Linked DNA regions of Sus scrofa: region 1 is linked to region 2. A link is a contact called in public HiChIP or PLAC-seq data. All regions are on one chromosome and are shown on one strand. Each heading gives the region's core, a stretch centred on a gene start, on an enhancer-like site or on the middle of the called end of the contact. The rest is flanking DNA. Distances are from core to core; before and after follow the strand shown.

Evidence for each region. HiChIP or PLAC-seq counts read pairs in DNA pulled down with a chosen protein or histone mark.
Region 1: a contact with region 2 is called in an H3K27ac HiChIP or PLAC-seq map of skeletal muscle. The contact joins the promoter of MFSD14A here to the enhancer-like site in region 2. A contact is called at or near these places in 6 of 47 Hi-C or Micro-C datasets (heart right ventricle, liver and skeletal muscle) and 2 of 2 datasets of contacts at active chromatin or transcription factors (alveolar macrophages and skeletal muscle).

Annotation. Positions count from the first base shown.
Region 1 is chr4:118,088,099-118,093,151 of Sscrofa11.1, forward strand. MFSD14A (hippocampus abundant transcript 1 protein) reads right to left here and starts at 2,276. Exons shown (of 13, transcript XM_013997351.2): 1 at 2,037-2,276. The coding sequence starts at 2,120.
Region 2 is chr4:118,047,629-118,052,698 of Sscrofa11.1, forward strand. It overlaps SASS6 (spindle assembly abnormal protein 6 homolog), which reads left to right. Exons shown (of 17, transcript XM_021090148.1): 17 at 1-1,501. It overlaps MFSD14A (hippocampus abundant transcript 1 protein), which reads right to left. Exons shown (of 13, transcript XM_013997351.2): 11 at 4,038-4,201; 12 at 2,831-2,843; 13 at 1,466-2,828. The coding sequence ends at 2,638. Among named protein-coding and RNA genes, the nearest start is that of MFSD14A, 40 kb to the right of the region's middle. Within about 2 kb of position 2,728, at least 20 of the 83 cell types and tissues checked have an H3K27ac peak or open chromatin away from gene starts, as enhancers often do. A contact at or near this core is called in alveolar macrophages, liver and skeletal muscle, where this site is marked.

The sequences.
Region 1 (5,053 bases), core at 1,026-3,525, 40 kb after region 2:
CACTTTTAGAAATATAACTATCCCCTGATTATATGTAGGAATAAATAAAATTAAAATAAAAATCGTCTTAAGAATGTGCTACTCAACATTTAAAAAATTTAAATGTGTTTTTATCAGTTTAAATTCATACAGTAGGCCCTGCAGAATTAAAAGCTGTGCATAGTCCCTATTCTAAAGAGGTGTCCAGTGATCTTAGAATGGAAAGCTCAGCATAAACGTACAAAGGTAACAAATGATAATACCCCAAGCCCACAGCCCTCAAAAGTAGCTCTCATTTATTCTATGTCCCCTCTTAAAAACATATTGCTGGGGTAAAAAACAATTTTATGTCCAAAAGCAAGCTATGAATTCACCACAACTTTAATAAATCACAAGATAAAAAAAAAGTTAAAATAACCTCTTCCAAATCTCACAGGATTTAACTGCTATAAAGCTAATAAAACAGAAACAACAACCTCCAGAGACAGAAATAAAACTGAACTTAACAAGGAAACCGGAAGGTGTGTTTCTTGATCACAGATTCATTCTTATCTCTTGTAAAAGATACTGATCTTAAGTATCACTTGCTTTTACAAAATACAATCCTTTGCCGATTCTATTTTGTGGGTTTTTATGAAGAATGAAAAATATCAAGTCCCTATGACTGACAAAGGCAATCAGTATTCTTTCATGCTATTTCTTTCCTCACATAGTAGTTCTGACCAACTTGGTCAAAAGAGCCATGACAATTCACAGTTGATTTAATCAAAGTAATGTTTTAATTAATCAAATACAACAAAATTTGAGGACTTGAATTTCAAAGCTTCTTTTTTCACTAAATGTCAAAGTTATGACATCTATACATTTGACAGTTAAGTAAAAGTATATGCTGAAATTGTTCCATATGTCCCAAGTTTTCTAAATTTTAGCAGACTGACTGGGACATATTCTGAAATGTCGAAAGAAAGTTGTTCTTCATTTCAAATGAATACAGCAAAGCCTCACATATTTAGCCCTGTGCTAGTAGTTGAGGGCTCCAACAAAATATAAGCAAATATGGGGGGAAAAGGAACCATTTCTGCCTATTTCTCGGAGAAGTGACATATGCATTTCACTTTTCCATTCTATTTCAGAACATGATATCAAAGAAGGCAACAAAGACTAGAGAGCGTAGCAATGGAGAATTTTCAGCATAAAAAAAGTACAGGCGCGTTATTTTCAATTAAGAGGCCTACGTCCCCTGCTGGTTAACGACACCACGATGCATAAAGTTTACTGTGACGACAACTGTTTCTAAAAAGCACAAATTTTGTCTCGCCCTCAATCGGTCTTCCAATCCTCAGGCCACAACTCCATCTAGTCTTTTTTGTTTTAAAATACACCAGGTGATTTCTGAAGCCCGGGGGTGAGGACTGGCCTGTGAAAACCAGCAGATTCAGGTCTAGGCCCAGGTGTCCTCTGTCCCGCTCCTGCTGCGGGAAGTCAGGGGGAAGCCCACCTTCCGACGGTGTTTACCGTACAGCAGGCAGCGAAGGGCAGGAGCACCGACCCAGGACCGGGAAGGAGAGAGCGAGCGCACGACCCGGCCCCGCCGGGGTCGCCGCGCCAGATGCCACCCCGTTAGCAGCATATGGGAGGGCAGGGACTGCCCCCGGCCGCGGGGCCTGGACGGCGGGGGGGAGGGGGCGGCACCAGCACCGCCCCGGCGACACGGTGGGCCGGCCGGCGACGGAGCCCGGCGTCGATCCCTGCCCGCGGAGGAGGAGCGCGGGGGGCTCGGGGCCGCAGGGCCTCCGGGGGCGACGGCGGAGAGGGCGGCAGGTGCGGGAGAGGCGAGCGGCTTCACCATCCGAGAGGACCGGCCCGGAGGCCGCAGGCCGGCGAGGAGAGGAAAGCCCCCGGAGCAGAGGCACGGGGGCCCGGGAGCCCGAGACAGCGGCACCGCGGGAGGGTAGGGAGGGCGGAGGGCACCCAGGGGCGGCCGCAGGGGGCAGCGCGGGGGCAGAGAGAGATCCGGGCCCCGCAAGACCCTCCCCGGCGCGGTACCCCCGGCTCACCGTGCCTCCGTCCTTAATGATGATCTTCTTGGCCAGCATGATACTGCGGTTCGCGGCCCGTTTCTTCTTCTTCCCCTGGGTCATTTTACCATCCTCGACTCCTGGCGCTGCTGCAGCCACTCCCGGGGCGGCCGGCCCCAGCGGCGAGTGCCGTCCCGCCACTACTGCCGGGCCGAGCCGCTCGGGGCGCCCGCCGCCATCTTGAGGGCCCGGCCTGCCTCCGGCGGCGCGTCACATCGTGCGATCGGCCGACGAGCCCGCCCCGCCCACGTGACGCCGCCCCGCCCACGTGACGCCGCTCCGCCCGCTCGGCCGCCGGGGGGCGGCGCGCGCCTATGCGATCCCGGGCGGAGCGAGCCGCTCACCAGCTCGCTGGATCCTCGCAGCCGCCCGGGCGCTGGGGCCCGCGGAAGTTCCCCGTAACGGAGGAGGAATTGGACATTTCTAAAAGTTACCTGCTCCTGGAAAGAGCCGAGAAACGGTTGCACTGGAATTTTAACCAGACGAGTAGACTCTCTGGGCCGTCCACAGCTGTGTTCTAACCGAGACCAGAGCCGAAGGAAACGGTTCAGAGTTTCCCAGAAATAAGCTGAGTTTTCATAAACAATTTTTTGTCTTTCTGGTGCTGGGGGCGGGAGCGGCCTAGAGCTCAACCGAAGCACCTTTTCTTTATTCTCCGCTGATAGAAACTTACATAACCGGAGTCCCCGTCTGGGCTCAGTGGAAATGAATCTGACAAGTATCCATGAGGACGCAGGTTCAATACCTGGCCCCACTCAGTGGGTTAAGGCTCAGCGTTGCTGTGAGCTGCCGTGTAGACCAGAAGCTACAGCGCCAATTTGACCCCTAGTCTGAAAACCTCCATACGCTGCAGGTGCGGCCCTAAAAGAGAAAAACAAAACCTTACATAACCTAAGTCACACTTTGTAGCCCGCTGCCTGTATTGTTTAACAATCAATTTTGTAGAGTTCCTATCATGGCTCAGTGGTTAATGAATCCGACTAGGAACCATGAGGTTGCGGGTTCCATCCCTGGCCTCGCTCAGTGGGTTAAGGATCCGAAATTGCCGTGGGCTGTGGTGTAGGTCGCAGACGTGGCTCGGATCCCGCGTTGCTGTGGCTGTGGTGTAGGCTGGCAGCTACAGCTCTGATTAGACTCCTACCCTGGGAACCTCCATATGCTGTGGGTGTGGCCCAAAAAAGACAAAAAAAAAAAAAAAAAGGAATGTCAGAAGGGGCCCTAAAAAGCAAAAAAAAAAAAAAAAAAAAGACTATCCTTTTCCTGAAGGAATATAAGCCTTTAGGAGAGAAGGGATGTGGAGCTTGCTACCTGCTCTGAAATAGTTAGGAAATAAGTATGTGAGGAAAGGGTAAGAGAATGATGAAGCAGAACGGAAAGATGTTGAAAAAAAAAATAGTAAATTTGGGTATGGTGGTTTTAAGATATGTTCACAAGTTGAGTGATATTCTTTTCTAGAAGAGGTGGAGTCTAATTCCTCGTGAGGGTGGGCTGGGGTTAGTGACTGTTATCTAACAGGATATGATGGAAGTGACAGCGCTGACTTCATAGTGTAGGTCATAGAAAGTACTCCATCCTCCCACTGGCTCTGTCTTCCTCATTTCTCAGGGCCCAAGCCTAGTGGAAACCAGCCACCAAGACACGAGGACACTTAGGCAGCCTGTGGGGAGGTCCTGTGTCCAGGAACGGAGGCCTCTTACCAGCAAATACGTGAGTGAGTGGTGCTGGAAGCCAGTCCTCCAGTCCTGGTCAGGCCTTTGGCTGACAGCAGCACCTGCCAGCAACCTGCCTGCAACTGCAGGAGAACTTGATCTAGGACTACTACCCAAGTTGGCCACTCCTGGTTTCCTGACTCTCCGAAACTGTAAGATAAAAGTAGTTGTTTTAAGCCACTAAGCATGGGGGTCATTTGGCACACAGCTATAGATAACTAACACACAGGGTAAAGAGAATATCTTCTTTGGATTATTATTACAATTTTTCTGTAAGTTTAGAGTTATTTCAAAATAAAATTGGATTGATTTTCTTTTTTCTATTTCCATAACTGACTAGAAATAGAAAACAAACCGATTTCCGTGGAAGGGAGAAGAAAGGGATTTTAGCCTCATACTTCAAATTATGTTTTTCCATCAATAAGTAAATTCAACATTTGTTTAAAAATATTCTCTTACTGAAAATATTTACTTGAACTCCAACTCGAAGCTTTTTAGAGAAAGTACGATGAGATAGATTTCATAGCTAAATCCCCAGGAGCTTGTTTTGGGTGGATGGAGAGGGCTGGTAAGATCATTTATTGTGTGGTTACTGTTGACTTTTTTCAAAATCATACTTCATCTAGATGCACTGGTTTTATCATCCTTAAGAACTGATCATTGTTCAGTCATTCAAAAAAATATTGAAAGCCTCTAAATGTTTGTCACTGTTTTACTAGACACTAGACACTGGAGATAGATCAGTAAATGATATGGTATTTATCTACATAGAGCTTAATAATACTGGAGGACAGAGTTATAAAACAAACACAAAAGGAAGATAATTGTAGGTTGTGGTAAGTGCTGTTGGAAAAAAGGTAGTAAGGGAAATTTAAGACCTAGTGAAGGTACAGAATGCCCCAGGCATTGTGCTAGAAGAGCTGTCATAGTAAACAGGAGAGGTAAGTCCTGTTCTCACAGACAAGTCTTGTTCTCATTGCGCATATTCTTGTGGCTTTATATGTGATTTGGGGTTGGGTTGGGAAGATTCAGAGGCTTTACATTAAGAGGTTGATCTCTCTTGTGATGCAGCAGATTAAAGATCCAGCATTGTCACTGCAGTGGCTTGGGTAGCCGCTGTGGTACTGGTTCAGTCCTTGAGCCAGGAACTTCCACATGCAGCAGGCATGGCCAAAAAAGAAAGAGGTTGACATGTCAATTAGGGTTCTTTGGTTATAGTCAAGAGAAACTAGCATTGGTTAACATAAACAAAAGGGATTGATTGGGAAGAATATTGAGAGTTCCCAA
Region 2 (5,070 bases), core at 1,478-3,977:
TTACTATGAAAGCATCATGAATATTCATTTTATTTGTTTGCAGTATCAAAATGGGTTCATTTTCATGTTTGCTTGTTAATAAAGTAGGCAGAATAAATAACAGAAGTTACAACTTTCTTCTCTCACCTATAATTAATAGTTTTAAGAAGGTTCAAGTTAAGAATTGTTCCTTGAAAAAATGAGGTGATTTTAAAAGTTTTACCCAGAATTAGTGTCCCATTTTGTTTTCTTGTTGACAACTATCCAATAGTGAATAGCATTCTCTTAAGAAACCTCTATGTCAGTTTTTATTTGCAGAGATTGCTAATGCTCATGTGCTCTTTTAAGGAGTTATTCTCAAGGATTGAATTACACAGATGAGGAATGAGACATTTCAATATATCAGTGACATACCATTGTTACTGGCTTCCATGGTAAGACAAAGAATGTTTGCTAATTTTTTCTTATGAAGCCACAGTATTGAGTCTTAGGATACTTTGGAACTCCTCTGGCAACTTGTAAGCTATCTTAATCTAAAAAAATTAACAACCATTATTAGGAAGTGACTTTTTATGTAGTTGTCATTTAGATGTACTGTATTAGTAAGAATACTCAGTTATAGTTAACTTGAAAGCACTGGTACTCTGGAGTTTTTGAAACTTCTTGGCAATACTGGAATCATTCTTGTAAATAATATGTACTGTACGTACTATAAAACATTGTGACAAGGGTTTGGATAGGATACATGATACAGGTAGCTCTTCTTTAAAAATATAGATATCCTGGAGTTCCTGTTGTGGCTCAGCAGTTAACAAACCCGAGTAGCATCCAAAGGACGCGGGTTTGATCCCTGGCCTCGCTCAGTGAGTTAAGGATCTGGTATTGCCGTGAGCTGTGGTGTAGGGTCGCAGATGCGGCTCAGATCCCAAATTGCTGTGGCTGTGGCATAGGCCGGCCCTCCAATTCCACCCCTAGCCTGGGAACCTCCATATGGCTCGAGTGTGGCCCTAAAGAGACAAAAAAATCCCCGAGATATCCTTTTCCATATCAATACATAGAAAATTGGGAGCATTTCCAAAAGATAAAGATATTTTTGTATTAAATGTATATATACAGACTTTTGAGTGTGCTATTTGCTCTACCTCTTAAAACTTTTATTTGATACTGTTTTGCTGTGTACAATTGTATATGTGTTAATAATCAAAATGTTACATTTTGTATTTCTGTAAACTGTGAGCTTTGTTAATAAAGTATTAATATTTGGGGGGAGTATAACATGTAAACAGCATATAAAAACAGAAACAGGACTGACCTACAACACCTATGCTTAGAAAATTTGTTTTTGTCTTCCTACAAAGTATTTTATTAAATGAGGGAAATGAAATGGATTCAAAAGAAGGTATAATGCTTTGATTTGTTACTGTACACATGATAACGGTAACAAATAAAGCCAAATCAACCTTATAAGGGAATCAAAGATCAAGACTTTCTTTTTAAAAAAATCATTAAAATATTTTAATTTTATTAACAGAATATTTACATTTCTTTTAAGACCTTATTTAACCATAGTGAATGTTCCAAGTTTAAAAAGCATTAAGCAATAACCACACACAAGATGAAAACAGTGTAAACTATACAATACTTTATGTACAATTTTTACAAAGTAACACTTTTTTAAATAATATAACTGGACACAAAAATATACACTTTAGAGAAATTCACATCAGTAATTGTATAAAGCTCTCTTCTAGGGTCCTGAAAATTTAGGACAAACATTAGCTCTGTAAATAAAGTGTTACTGTGACAGTCCTGAAAGGCCACTATATATATTTATCTACATATAGATATCACATTGACATTTTCAAGGCTACCAGCTTTACTATATAATTTTTAGATTATGTATTCAAGTGTTGAGGTTTTTTTATGATTATGCAAACATTAAAAGTATAGTGGTATAAGTAGCTGGGGAACAAATTCGAGCCAGCAGTTAGATTTACAGGCTCCAAACACCCCAGTTTAAATTCTAAATGGCTGATATTTTCTCATTTCAAAAACAGTAGTGAATAATGTTTAAAATAAAATGACTACAAACAAGCTTGAAACATGATTCAGATTTAGTTATACTCTTTTAAGAGTTTTGTTTTTTAAATGCAAACAATTTGTTTACCATTTCTTTACTTTAGTGCATCTGCATTAAGGCTTTGAATTATTTGACCCAAGATTTTACAATATTAAAATCTGACTCAAGATTTTACAATGTTAAAATGAATAGGTCCACACCATACTACCTACTCTGTCTCACTGCGAGTCAGCATAAATAGAGTTAAAGCTCAACACCTGAAGGAAATGGTAGCAGAGACGTTGCTAGTATCTAGGAAGTTACATATATAGTTTTTAATTTTAATTAAAGGATGTATAATAAAAGAAACAGCTTAGTGGCAAGAAACTGGTGCTAATAAACAAAAGGTTTCTTTTCAAAAGAAATTGTAACATCTTTGGAAAACTGTCCGGTTCTGTCTTTAGTTCCCACGGAGTTCATGCAGATACATTTCTTTAGGGCAACCTCAGAGAACATTGCGGATGGAAATGGAATGTAGGTCCAGAACTGCAGGTGAAACTAAGACCTGGGTGCTGAGAGAAGTCTTCCTGATTGCGGTGTCACACATTTGTGTCCTGGAGTAAAGGTTCTTTGGCCTCTCCTGGCGCTTGTGTACTATGAGGATGGCTGTGACTGCCACAGTGCTTTCTCCAGCTGCTCGACCTTAAGCTTAAATTGGTATGTTCCGGAATAAACAAGGCAACAAGCAGAGCCAGCAGTACTGAACAGGCTCCAAAAAGGAAGGGGGGCCAGGGATGATGGAATTCTGAGGAAGAGAACAATAATTAGGATCTCTGCACAGACGTCCTTGCTCATGAGAAGTCACTGCTTATCTTTTAGTGATAGCATTCATACTTTTTTTTTTTTTTTTGGTCTTTTTAGGGCCACACCCATGGCATACGGAGGTTTCCAGGCTAGGGGTCAAACTGAAACTGCAGCTGCCGGTCTACACCATAGCCACAGCAACACCGGATCCTTAACCCACTGAGCGAGGCCAGGGATCAAACCAGCATCCTCCTGGACACTAATCAGATTTGTTTCCACTGTGCCACAAAATGGGAACTCCCACTATCATACTTCCAATACAAAATTCTGGGGGATTACAGCTGACCCAAGAAACAGCCAAAAGATGTTCTTAAATAGAACACGCAGAAATATACTGTCACTTGCAGCACAAGATCTGAACATATTCTATGACCCTTAATTTTTTTAGGTCAAGAGGAAAACTGCTATCAATAGTAAAATCAAGTAGCATACAGTATAGTATGCTTAAGTACAAGTAGCAGAAACAATGATCATTTTCTTTGTTTAAAAGGTAACTATATTGTCTAGTGACTGGAAAAACAAAACAAAACCACCAATAATGCTGTTGCCATGAAAACAATCAGTCTCTTGTTCTAGCCCCAAGTTACATTCATTCTTAGCAAAAACTTGCGCTGCCAGTTTGCCCTGTGTAGAGCCCACACGCAAACATTCTTTTTTATTTAAAAGTAGTCCTAGCTGGCTAGAAGAGTAGTGTAGAACCCTGCCAAATACAAGGAAGCTCCTGAGTTGTCTGTATTGGCTAAAATGAGGAAGTTCTGCAATGAACGTTTTCAGCTGGTGAGGAAGGAGGGGGGTGGGTGGAGCAGGTGAATGGCCTACAGAAGGCAGACCTAATGCAGGGAATTCTAGCATTCCGGAAGTCTCAATGAAAGACAAGCAGGAGTGCAGGCAAACGGCTGTTCCCTGTGCCATCTGGTATAATACGCCAATCGAGAACACGTAATTTAATCATGCAGGGAAAAAAGGAAAGCACAGCCAGTTTTACAAAGAAGTTTGTATATAGGAGGACCTAAGTCTCTTAGGCTTTGGTTTTAAAGTGTTTTTATTCCATCTAAAATTATAAGAATCTCAAAAAGCTTTAATGACTAAAAACATCTTTCAATCCGGCCAAACGAACTCTGTTTTTTATAATTACCTGTTCAAAGTGGTGCTGTGGGCTTGTGTTTGTTCCCAAGTCTGTTCCTGTCATTGGCAGTTCTTTAAGTTCCACATGGAATATGTAGAAAATGAATCCATAAAGAGCTGGTCCCAGACCATTGCATAATCCTCGAATTCCTGTTATCATTCCTTGAACAACACCTGTATTGTTGAAACATTATTTAGTGTACCGTTAATTTCCCTACCCAACAACTGATAGAAACATGAAGTCATTTATTCCAAAACCAAAGCTTTTATCAGACTCTAGCAACTCACTGCAATGGCATCAAACATCATTTAGAAGCAATCAGCTCTACAAAGTATACGGTGAGCTACTGGATACAAAAGTAAGCTCAGCTCTACCCAGACACAGGTCTAACAGAGAAACAAGTGAGCAAGGTCACATTATTTCCTTTAAAACATCTGGGCTAAGATCGGGCATGAGTTCATAAGCACAATTGTTAAAAACTCTGTCCCCAGGCGGCTACTTTGTTTAGTCAACTGTAGCTCCTTTTTATAGGGTTTGATTTTTTTTTTTTTTTTAAATCTCTGGGATCTTCTCCCAAATTTAAAATTCAACTTGCTTTTGGACACAGGCCTTTCCTTTTTTATCCATCACGTAACAATTGCCACTCTTAACACCCCCTTTTTTCCTTATGACTTCAAAACCTTTTTGAATAATTAATAGGCTTTTCAAATAATTATTCCTCACCTGTTAGCACTTTCAGAATTAAGCGTTCCTACCACAAGACAATAAAAAATCAATGTTCTGTATGTCTTTAGATAACTGAGACATACAAGTTAATGAAAGGCTTGTCTGTGAGCACGTCACAGCCTACATGATATAAATACATGGTTCGTGGACATAGGAGGCCAGCCTTCATCATTAAGGTTTCTATAGGCCACACAGTCACAGCGACGGATAAGCAGCATATATCCACCTACAGTTAGTACGTAGAATCTGCTTTTTCTCTTTACAATGAAAGCAATTTACAATTCTCTACCCCGAAGAGAGCTTATGTTTCAGTACT